2 separate regions of the Gossypium hirsutum genome follow, and region 2 is linked to region 1. A link is a contact called in public Hi-C data. All regions are on one chromosome and are shown on one strand. Each heading gives the region's core, a stretch centred on a gene start, on an enhancer-like site or on the middle of the called end of the contact. The rest is flanking DNA. Distances are from core to core; before and after follow the strand shown. Region 1 holds the start of LOC107887593 (pentatricopeptide repeat-containing protein At5g61990, mitochondrial-like). Region 2 holds the start of LOC107886214.

What was found. A called contact is a pair of places that touch in the nucleus more often than the background predicts.
Region 2: a contact with region 1 is called in a Hi-C map of leaf, with 3 times the contacts expected there. The contact joins the promoter of LOC107886214 here to the promoter of LOC107887593 in region 1. A contact is called at or near these places in 3 of 34 Hi-C or Micro-C datasets (all in leaf).

The regions. Positions count from the first base shown.
Region 1 is chrA03:13,475,286-13,480,473 of Gossypium_hirsutum_v2.1, reverse strand. LOC107887593 (pentatricopeptide repeat-containing protein At5g61990, mitochondrial-like) reads left to right here and starts at 2,895. Exons shown (of 1, transcript NM_001326743.2): 1 at 2,895-5,188. The coding sequence starts at 2,986.
Region 2 is chrA03:13,987,043-13,992,504 of Gossypium_hirsutum_v2.1, reverse strand. LOC107886214 reads left to right here and starts at 3,945. Exons shown (of 2, transcript XM_016810084.2): 1 at 3,945-4,765; 2 at 5,383-5,462. The coding sequence starts at 4,291. It overlaps LOC107886215 (a long non-coding RNA gene), which reads right to left and starts at 2,172. Exons shown (of 2, transcript XR_001680666.2): 1 at 1,585-2,172; 2 at 789-1,277.

The sequences.
Region 1 (5,188 bases), core at 1,646-4,145:
TCATCATCCTTAACCCTAGGTTAGTTGACATTTCTAAGCTTTAAGTTTGATTGTGCCGACCAAAACGCCCTCTGGCTCGTGTTAGTTTTCGTCCAGAACCGATGTAGTGACATAAGGGTTAGTATACTCATCGTGGGATATCTTCAAGGGTATGTCGTGACACCTTTAGTCTATGTCGCGAAAACGAAGGCAACTTCGTGATTTCTTCAAGGGTATGTCATGTCATTCCGCGTTGCGACGTAGTGACCAACATCTATTTACTACACCTTTTAATGGTCTTCTGCACACTTACACAGTTCACTAGCTCCTCCTTAAGCCTCATTCGGCCCCTAAGGTTAATGAAAGACTCAATTTGTACATTTTATTAACTTTAAGAAATCTTGCAAAAACATAATTAAAACCTTATGAAAATGCTTGCTTTCAAGCTCTTAAAGAGCGAAAATTAGTTTAATATGTTATACTAAATTACGACAAATCAGAGTGTTGTTTTGATGGTAGTAGATCATCTCACAAAATATGCCCATTTTATGGCCCTATCCCATCCCTATACTTCTAGGACTATAGCTCAACTGTTCATGGAAAATGTGTACAAGCTACATGGGATGCCTGACTCCATTATATCTAATAGGGACAAGCTATTTGTTAGTAATTTCTAGCAGGATTTGTTCAAACGAGTGGGAACTAAACTTCACCTATCCACTACTTACTATCCTGAGACTGATAGGTAAACAGAAGTACTGAATGGGTGTCTTGAAGGCTATCTGAGATGCATGTCGGGGGAGAGACCACAGGACTAGGTAAGTTGGCTTCCCTTAGCTGAGTGGTGGTATAATTCCACATTCCACTTAGCCATTCAAAATACAATTTATGAGACACTACATGGCCAGACACCTCCTCATCATACAACATAATTAGCTGGGACATGACTGGTGGCTGTTGTAGATAGAATTTTGCATCATCGTAAGGCTATAAGACAACTGTTAGAATTCTATCTGAAGAGAGCACAAGATAGAATAAAGCAACAAGCTTATAGACACAAAACAGGCAGACATATTGAAATTGGGGATTGGGTTTATTTGAAGCTTCAACCTTACAGACAGTATTCTATGGAAGGTTACTTAACCAAAAATTAGCTCCCAAGTATTTTGGGTCATACATGGTGGAAGGTAAGATCAAAAGGTAGCATACAAGATGTAGCTGCCCCCAAGGATCTAGAATTCACCCTACTTTTCATGTTTCATAACTTAAGAAACATGTTGGAGCTGCTCATGTATAAGTGTCTCTGCCAGTAGTGGACAACCAAGGATTTTGGGCCAAAAAGCCTATTCGAATTTTAGATAGAAGGATGGTGAAGAGTGGGAATGTGGCCACAACTGAAGTTTTGGTTGAATGGGTGAATTCATTTCCAGAGGATGCCACATGGGAATCCTTGGTGCAGCTGAAGGATGCTTACCTTCATATAGATCCTAGAGGACAAGGATCTTCTTCAAGGAGAGAGTAGTTGTTATGGGTAGTTGGGCCGAGAGCAGGTTGTAAAAACGGTGTGCATCAGGTTAAATAAAATGAAATGTTTCATAGAAACAATCGTACAATTTGTTTTGTTTGTTTTTCTGTTATTTCGACTGTTAGACAATTCAATTGTTTTTCCTATATATCAGCATGTAATTGACAGTATTGGATATGAAAATTGAAAACTATCAACACACCTTTCTAATATGCATTGTTCTCTCCCCTATTTTCTATTCTTCTATTCTCTTCTCTTCTCTTTCTCGGATTTTTTATTTCGTTCTTAACAAATTTATCTTGGTTGAGAAAGTAAGGTCAGGAGATAAGCAAGTATCAATCAACCGATTAGTTAATTAGAGGCCGAGAGGTAATAATTAGTTAATCGGTAGCTAATCAACCTTAAAACCCTAATTCGAAGTTAGTTACAAACCTTGAAGCGAGTTAATCTTCCTGATTGGTTTATTGATTAAGTCGTTTGTTTATTTTTCTTGTTTATTCATTTTAGTTAATTAAATTATCTCTTTAATCTATTTTATGATTTATCGTAATATAGGAATTAATTACTACTACTTAGACTTATTACTGTAAAAATATTTTCATAATTTACTCCATCCTCCCTTAGGTACGATTCTTATAATACTTTCAAGTATTTCATTTTACTAACTATATTACAATTCAATTTGTGCAATTGCGAACACTGCCGTTCTAAATTCTTATATATTTTTTGTGTTATATTTTATTACTCTAAACGACAACTCATTTATAAGCGACAAAAATTTAAAATATTAATTCATCTCTCTCTTTATATTTTCGTACCTAACAAAAACAATACTCTTGATTTTTATAGATTAAATTAGTTCTGTCAATTATAACACTAAACATTTTTTAAAAAAAAGTAAAAAACTTAACTTTATTTAGTTTATATTAATTATTAACATAGCTTTAAATTTTTTTAAAAATTAATTTTTTTTAATGTTCTCTATGTTGGTTTTATAGTTCATGTTTAAAGTTTATAGTTCACTCCCAAAAATATTCTCTTTAATGTCTGGATTTTTTTCATTGAAAATACAAAATATCTTACCATAACGCTTAATAATTTTATATTATTTTTTATATTTAGTTTAATTAATTTTAAAGTTCAATAAATTAATTAAAATTACCTTAAAATAAATTATTTAAAATTTTATATTTAAAATTTCTTAATTTTAACATAAACTAATATAATTTGAAGTTTACTTTTAGATATTTATAAATTTAAAATTAAAATGCTGAGGTGTTCGATTTCGTTGACTGAAAAGCTTAAACCGGGATTTTAATTAGAGTACAAATACATGGGCCAAACAGCCTAGAAAAGTGAAGCCAAAAGCCCACCAAAGTGTGCTGTAAACGTTCCCCTTCCTCGCTGATTCTTTTATCTTTTTCTGTTTTTCGCAGACTAAAAGCGTCTCCATTTTTTCACCTTGAAAATCCTTCAAAACAATGCGTTTATCTTCAAAGCAAACGGTCTATTGTTTCACGAAATCAAGGCTCTCTCGTCTCAAATCGGCTTCCCTTTGTACATCAGCTTCAAATGACGCCGAAGCCGTGGAAATCGCTTCTATCCTCAGTAAAAATGACTGGAAACGACTTCTTGAAACATCATCAGAATTGACAAGCAAGCTGAACCCAGAAATAGTTCACTCCGTTCTTCTCCAAAACTCGATTCATGATCCCGAACGCCTTTTCAGTTTCTTCAACTGGGCAAGTCAGCAATCCCCGAACCCTCAAAATTTGGATTCTTTTTCTTTTCTAGCAGTTACTTTATGTAATTCGAAGATGTTTCGTAAAGCCACTATTGTTTTAGACAGCATGGTTAGGACTAGAAGGCCCGTTCAGGCCATTTTGGGTTCAATTATTAGGTGCTGGAAGGGCTATGAAGGGAATTATGTCGGGGTTTTCGATATTTTGATTGGTTGTTATAAGAAAATGGGTTCTTGGAACGATGCTGTTTATGTTTTTTTGGGTGCTAAAGAAGTTGGGGTTTTGCCTGGTTTGGCTTGTTGTAATAACTTTTTAGGTGATTTGCTTAAGGTAAATAAGTTGGATTTGTTTTGGAAGGTTTTCAATGGGATGATAGATGCTAAATTGGTGCCTGATGTTTATACTTTTACCAATGTGATTAATGCTCATTGTCGAGTAGGGGATATTGAGAAGGCAAAAAGGGTGTTTATGGATATGGAGGAGAAGGGATGTAGCCCTGGTTTGGTTACTTATAATGTTATGATTGGTGGACTGTGTAAAGCTGGTGCTGTTGATGAAGCATTGAAGTTGAAAAACTCCATGAGTCGGAAGGGTTTCAACCCTGATGCATATACTTACAATACGGTTATTAATGGGTTTTGTAGGCATAACAGATTTCAGGAAGCAAAATTGATGATGGAGGAAATGCGTTGTGCAGGCTTAAATCCTAACCATTTTGCTTACACAGCTTTGATTGATGGGTTCATTAAACGGGGGAGCATGGCCGAGGCTTTCCAAGTCAAGGATGAGATGGTTGCTTGTGGAATTAAACCGAATGTGTTCACGTATAATGTGCTTATTGGTGGGGCTTCTAAGGCTGGTGACTTGGAGAAAGGAAAAGCTCTGTTCGATGAGATGGTTTTGATTGGCATCGGACCTGATGCACAAACATTTAGTCTTATGATCCAGAGTTATTGTCGACAAGGGAATTTTCTCAAGGCCCATGAATTGTTTGAAGAGATGAAGGAACACAACTTGACACCCACGATGTACACTTATAATGGTATAATTAGTGGATTATGTCACTGTGGAGATCTTGGTCGAGCTAATTATGTTTTTGAGGCAATGATTAAGGTAGGGTTGAAGCCCAACGTTGTTATGTATACAAATCTGATAAAAGGTCATATTCAGAAAAGTAGATTCAAGGAAGCAAGAAAGATTCTCAACAGAATGATGGAGAATGGACAAATGGCTGATATCTTTTGTTGCAATACTCTTTTAAGTGGCTTATGTAAGTCCCAAATGATGGACGAAGCAAGGAGCTTCTTAGTCGAAATGGTTGACAGGGGGTTGAAGCCTAATGAAATTACCTATGGGACTTTAATCCATGGATATGCTAAGGCCGGGGAAATGGAGGCAGTAGAAAGGTGTTTCAGAGAGATGCGTAGTTATGGTATAGCTCCAAATAATGCTATCTATACTATATTGATTAATAGCCTTTGCAAAGTGGGAAATGTAACCGAGGCTCTGTCGACATTTAGGCACATGTCTGAAAAAGGTGTGCTCCCAGACATAAAGACTTACACTGCACTCATCCACGGCCTTGCAGCAAATGGTAGAATTAATGATGCAATGCAACTGTTCTCTCAACTTGATGAAAAGGGTATAGTGCCTGATGTATTCACTTATACTTCTCTCATTTCTGTCTTTTCTAAGCTTGGTGATATGGAGGCTGCTCTCAACCTTTATGATAAGATGTGTCAAAAGGGCATTGCTCCTAATATTGTTACATATAATGCAATGATTGATGGTCTGTGTAAGTTAGGTGACACCGAGAAAGCTAGGAGGGTGTTTAATGAAATCGCACAGAGAGGCTTGGCACCTAATGTCAAGAGTTATTCTATAATTATAGATGGATATTGCAAATCTGGAAATTTAACTGAGGCATTTCAGTTACTGGATA
Region 2 (5,462 bases), core at 2,696-5,195, 510 kb before region 1:
TTTTTCTTAAGAATACTATTCCAACAAAAAAATCATTTTATCATGATGATTTTGAATAGGTGTTTTTAAGAAAAAAAAATCCTAATTAGTATTTTCAACATTATTTCTATTTAAACGACTATCAAGTGAATTTTTTAAAATAATTTCAAAATGTTACACCAGAAATTTTAATAGAAAAATTTTAATGATGGTAACAATTGGAGTTGGTTTTTTAAATTCGAAAAGTTGAATATTAAATCCCTAAAAATAAAAACAAGGGAACTAAATTTCAAGTGTACAAAGTGTATAGAGACTTAAAGCATATTTTAACTTTCAAATTTTTGTTGTATAATTTGATGCAAATAAATAATCAATCCAACGCAAAATATAGCCCTAAGAAACTACTATTAGATAAACGAAATGACCTACCAGTAGAAAAATTGTTAAATTTTGCTATTAGTCATGTACTTTGCGAAATTGTGGATTTAGTCTCTGTATTTAAGTTTGATCACTTTTAATCACTACACCTTTTGAAGTGGTCAAATTTAGTTCTTGTACTTCTCAAAATTTGAAATTTTATTCATGACTCAAACAATAGCAGCTAAATATGTTTGGTTAAATTTAATTATTAGTCTTGTACTATGCGTACAATTGTAGGTTTAGTCCATATTTTCTAATTAGACCATTCTAAGTCTATATATTTTTCAAAATTTGAAATTTCAATCTTAAAGCAAACAACAGTGATTAATCCATTAAATGAATTTCTTGCTGGTAATATGTAGAAATAATAAATTGACAAAAACAAACAATAAAACAAAACTAAGTCCTTCATATGACAGTGGTTAATCATTTTTCATATGTTTTGTAATAGGCCCATTTCGCCCGGGCTTACACAAAAACCAAAAAAAAAAAGAATCAAAATAAAAAACACCAAAATTAAAGTCCAAAAACAATCCTCATACAAATTGTAACATTTTTACAAATAAACCCAGCCCAATTACTAAATAAACCCCTAACCCAAATCAACAACCCAATACCCGAATAAATTAAGTCCCTAATAGGCCCAATCCCAGAACTAGCCCAAATGGCCCAAAATTTCTGTTCCAGAAATTGAAATCCGAGCTAAACAGCGCCGCAGCTCCCACGAACGTCCCCTCGCGCCGCAAGCAACCACCAGTGGCCTTCACAACAGCCTCCAGCCAGCCGATTTCAAAGCAGGCTCATAGGGCCCAAACATTGAAGCTTCTGGAAGCCTTCGCACTATCGCCCACGAGCAGTTTCTCCATGCACAGCTGTACCTGCAACAAACCCACAAGCCACAGCAACAGAGGAATAACAAAAAAGAAAAATCGTTCTGTAATTATTATTGTTATTATTTTTTATTTCACTTGGCTATAAAAACCGAATGTAATCTGTAAAAGAAAAAACTTACGCACACTATACGCATGCAAATCGAATAGAGAGGAAATCAGTCAAAATTTTCAAGATGATTTCTGATTTGAGTTTTTCTAAGTTTTTTTTCTTTTCGATTTGCTTTCTAGAATACATCATTGTTGCATTTTTTTAAAAAGAAAAAAGAAAACAAAGGAAGGAAGCAAACCTTACCGTGCGAATACGCCATGGATCTTCTCTTTGCTTCGTTGGAATCGAAGTTGAAGGAAGGTCAAAGCTGAGAGATTATTCCTCAAAGGCACCTTATCATAGAGAGGAATCGGCGGTTAGGGGGGAATTTAGGGTTTGCTAAAGGAAAAAGAAGGAAATTAATCAAATTCGGCTAATTTAGCCATTTTAAAGGATTGGAAACGGCGCTGTTTTGACCAACTTTAATGGTCTAAAAACGACGCCATATGGTAGTCGCGACCCGATGACCCGGCCCGTGTTCGGATGAGATCCGCGTGTTTGGGCCTTAGAGGAATAATTGCGTGCAAGGTCCTCCCCTTTCGCACGAGTCGTCGATTGCGCTTTATGCATTTTACTTTGTTTTTTTTAATTTGGCTCTATAATTTGCGCGTATTTTCATTTTGGTCCGCGGTACAACGCAACGTTTTGGGCTCGGGGTTATTTCCAATTCTAGTCCCTTCCATTTGCGCGCATTGCACATTGATCCTCTTTACGATTATTTTATTTGTAAATTGTCCCTTTTGTTTCAATTTTGTTTTAATTAAGTTTGTTTTATCCTTATTTTAACATTATTATAAAAACCATTATTATATTTTTTTCTCTTTTATTCTATCATTTTAACATTTTGAATACTATTTTATATATATAATTTGTAATAAAAATTCATTTTAGTTTATGTATACTATTAATTTTATATTATTTTCTTGTGAATCTATTCACATATTTTAATGTATGTATTCTTTTTGTTATTTAAGGGGAAATCCATCTACTTTATGTGTAATTTAAATTATTATTAGGCATATACTTGGTACTTATAGTTGACCTATATATGTTATTAACGCCATGTTATTTTATACATATAGATTTTATATTTGTATATATAATTGTGTTTTTTAATCTATTACATATATAATTTATAAATTAACTTAATTTTATATGCATTATTAATTCCATGCTATTTTTACAAATAATTATTTCTCAATCTATTTATATATATATATATATGTTTTGTAAACCTATTATGTGTATTTCCTAAGATTATATCTTATTATGTATTCTTGCTATCCTTTCATATTTTATATATTATTAAATTTTCCTTTATTGTATATATTTTAACAAATGTTTTTAACACTTTGTATGTTATTTGATCTAAAAATCTTCATTCTATAATACATATTTTGAGGATTACATATATATCTCTAGGTTGTTTTTACAAATAGTTTCAAATTCATCACATCAATTCATATATTATGTGTTCATCATTATTTAAAATTTGTCTTATACCATATTTTATCTATTTTTTTTTCATTTTGTTATGTATATTTTGCATTGGTTGTATTATATTAATCTATACATTATTGTTGTACTATTTCTTTCATTTTTATTATTATCTCAATTGTTCTCCATACATGCTAGGAAGGATGGTTTCATTTTGCTTAGATTAGCTATATTCAATTGTTTGATTTAGTTGGTTAAATAAGGTTATGTTATCTTCGTTCACCAAGTATTGTATTTTAAGCATGTATATTATCCCATGCTAATTATTTTTCTTTTGGTTTACAAAATGTTGCTTTATAATTCCCAACTCGTTAAAATCAACTATTCCATTGAATTTCAAATAAAATTAATATGTTTTGAGTTTACAAATTTTTTTAAAAATCCTAAAATAAGGCAATGTTCAGTATTTAGAAATTCGAGAAATCGTGCCCTAACGTGCTGGGTTTTGATTTTTCGTTGGACTAAATATCTGGACACCCTTTGTAACTTTTGACCTAAGAGCTTTTGGAAGTCAAAACTCGATCGTGTTCTCAAAAGTATAAAGGGTCGTGTCCTATCGTGCTGGATGTGATGCTTTATACTTTTGAAACGAGAAAGTTTTGACGACCAGCTAAAATCACTCAAATGTTTTAAAAAGGAACCACATTTCAAATTTTTTTAAAAAGCCTAGACATAAGGACATCAATTAATCAATCTGGTACCAGTTTTTGGGCGTAGTGAGGGTGCTAACCCTTCCTCATACGTAACCGGCTCCTGAATCTATTTTTAAATTTACGTAGAACAAAATTATTTTAAGTGAAACAAAATGTTTTATTAAGTGATCCAATCACACCTAAACAAAAAGATTGGTGGCAACTCGACATTTGGTTTTAAAAGTCAATCCCCGTTTTTTTCAAAATAAAAAATGGTTTTGACAGACGTGTTATTATTCATATGATAGTATGTTTACTGCATCAAAATTTGGAAATAGCAAAGCTTAATTCAATGAATTTAATAATTATCATTAGTTGAGGACTAAAATTTTAAATTTTTAAAAAGTATAAAGGCAGGTAGTAATAACAGAATTTAGCCTAGAACAATCATCTATCCATCCATCCGCCCGTCCACCCACCCACCCGCCAATCAATCTCTCATTTCTATTTCTGTGGGCACACCACAAGCATTCATGCCCATGCTTTAGAATTACACTCCATGCAGCAGATTTTTCAGTTAATTAGAAAAACCAAAAAATTAATCTTTATAAATGTGGAGTGATGTTCATCACATAAATTAGCTAGCTAGGTTAGGATCAGACTACAATATTCTATCTACGACAGCTAGCGTGTGAGGCTCAAATTTATCCCAAGGAATAGGATGCCACAGCAGTATGGATTGGCCCCTACATCATGACCTAATTCCTACAGAGCACCACCGATGAAGAAAAAGCAGCTCCAGCCTCAACATGACATCAACAAAGACCTTCAAATCATCAAAGCAGTAGCACAAGCCTGGCACTCTCACTCCGGTACCTCTAGGTCTACCAATGAATTCGATGCTTACCCACGTCGACATTTCAAAGCTAGGCCTTCAAGATTCAAGCTTGAAGCAATGAGCAACCCATCTGTGAAGCTTAAGGACGAGCGCACTAGTATTGCTAGTACTCCACATTGGGACTTCGCCCAATCACTGTGGGATTCATATGAGCTTGTCACCCTGGCCAAAAAGCTTGAGACTGCTCTGGTTCTCGATGACCCTTTTTCAGCAGCTGGGTCAGAGTTAGAAGGAAATTCAAGTAGAGCACAAAAAAGGGGAAAGGAGAGTAAGAACAGCCTTAGAAATCTGTTAAAAAGGGTGTCTTCTAGGAGATTCGTTGAAGCTGATATTAAAATCCCCCGTGAAGATAACAATGGTTTGTGATCCTTTTTCTGTTTCCTGCTAGTCTTAGGTCTATGTGAAGTGTGAATTGGATTGGTGGGTCAACAGTACCACATTTTTCGTCCTGCAACAATAAACATATTGATAGTAGTTCCTTTGGTAGTCTGAGATCCAACAGATAACCTATTTTGAAGGTTATCCATCCTCTTTTCCCAAGTTTTAATTGGAATCCTCTTTTCAATATCTGTGCATTTGGAGTCGTCTAAAAGTTGTTCAGATAACACATTAAAAATTATAATATATATTTTTATTTACAAGTGAGTTATTTAATGTGAAGAACCAACTCATTTCTGATCAAGTTATTTGATGTCTAGAAGACTAGAACCACCAAACTTGTAGGCTTGCACATGGAACAAGGTTTTTAGGATATATTTCCAGCGTTGCCACAATTGTCAGCTAGGCCTAGGCTTCCATTCACCTCAAGCATATTATTAGTTTCTTCAATCACATCGATATTTTATTTTTTATTTGCATTACAATTTAGGGTCCTACTTTGGAGTACTTGAGGTGTTAACACAAAACTTGAATCACTTGCTTCTTTGAATTGTTGGCTCAATTACTTTAAATTTAACTGTTTGATTACTTCAACAGTCAGGGTCGGGTCGGGTGCTAAGACTGATGAACCATTCACGTTATCTCAGTTAACAATTGGACAGGATCCAGAAGGCAAC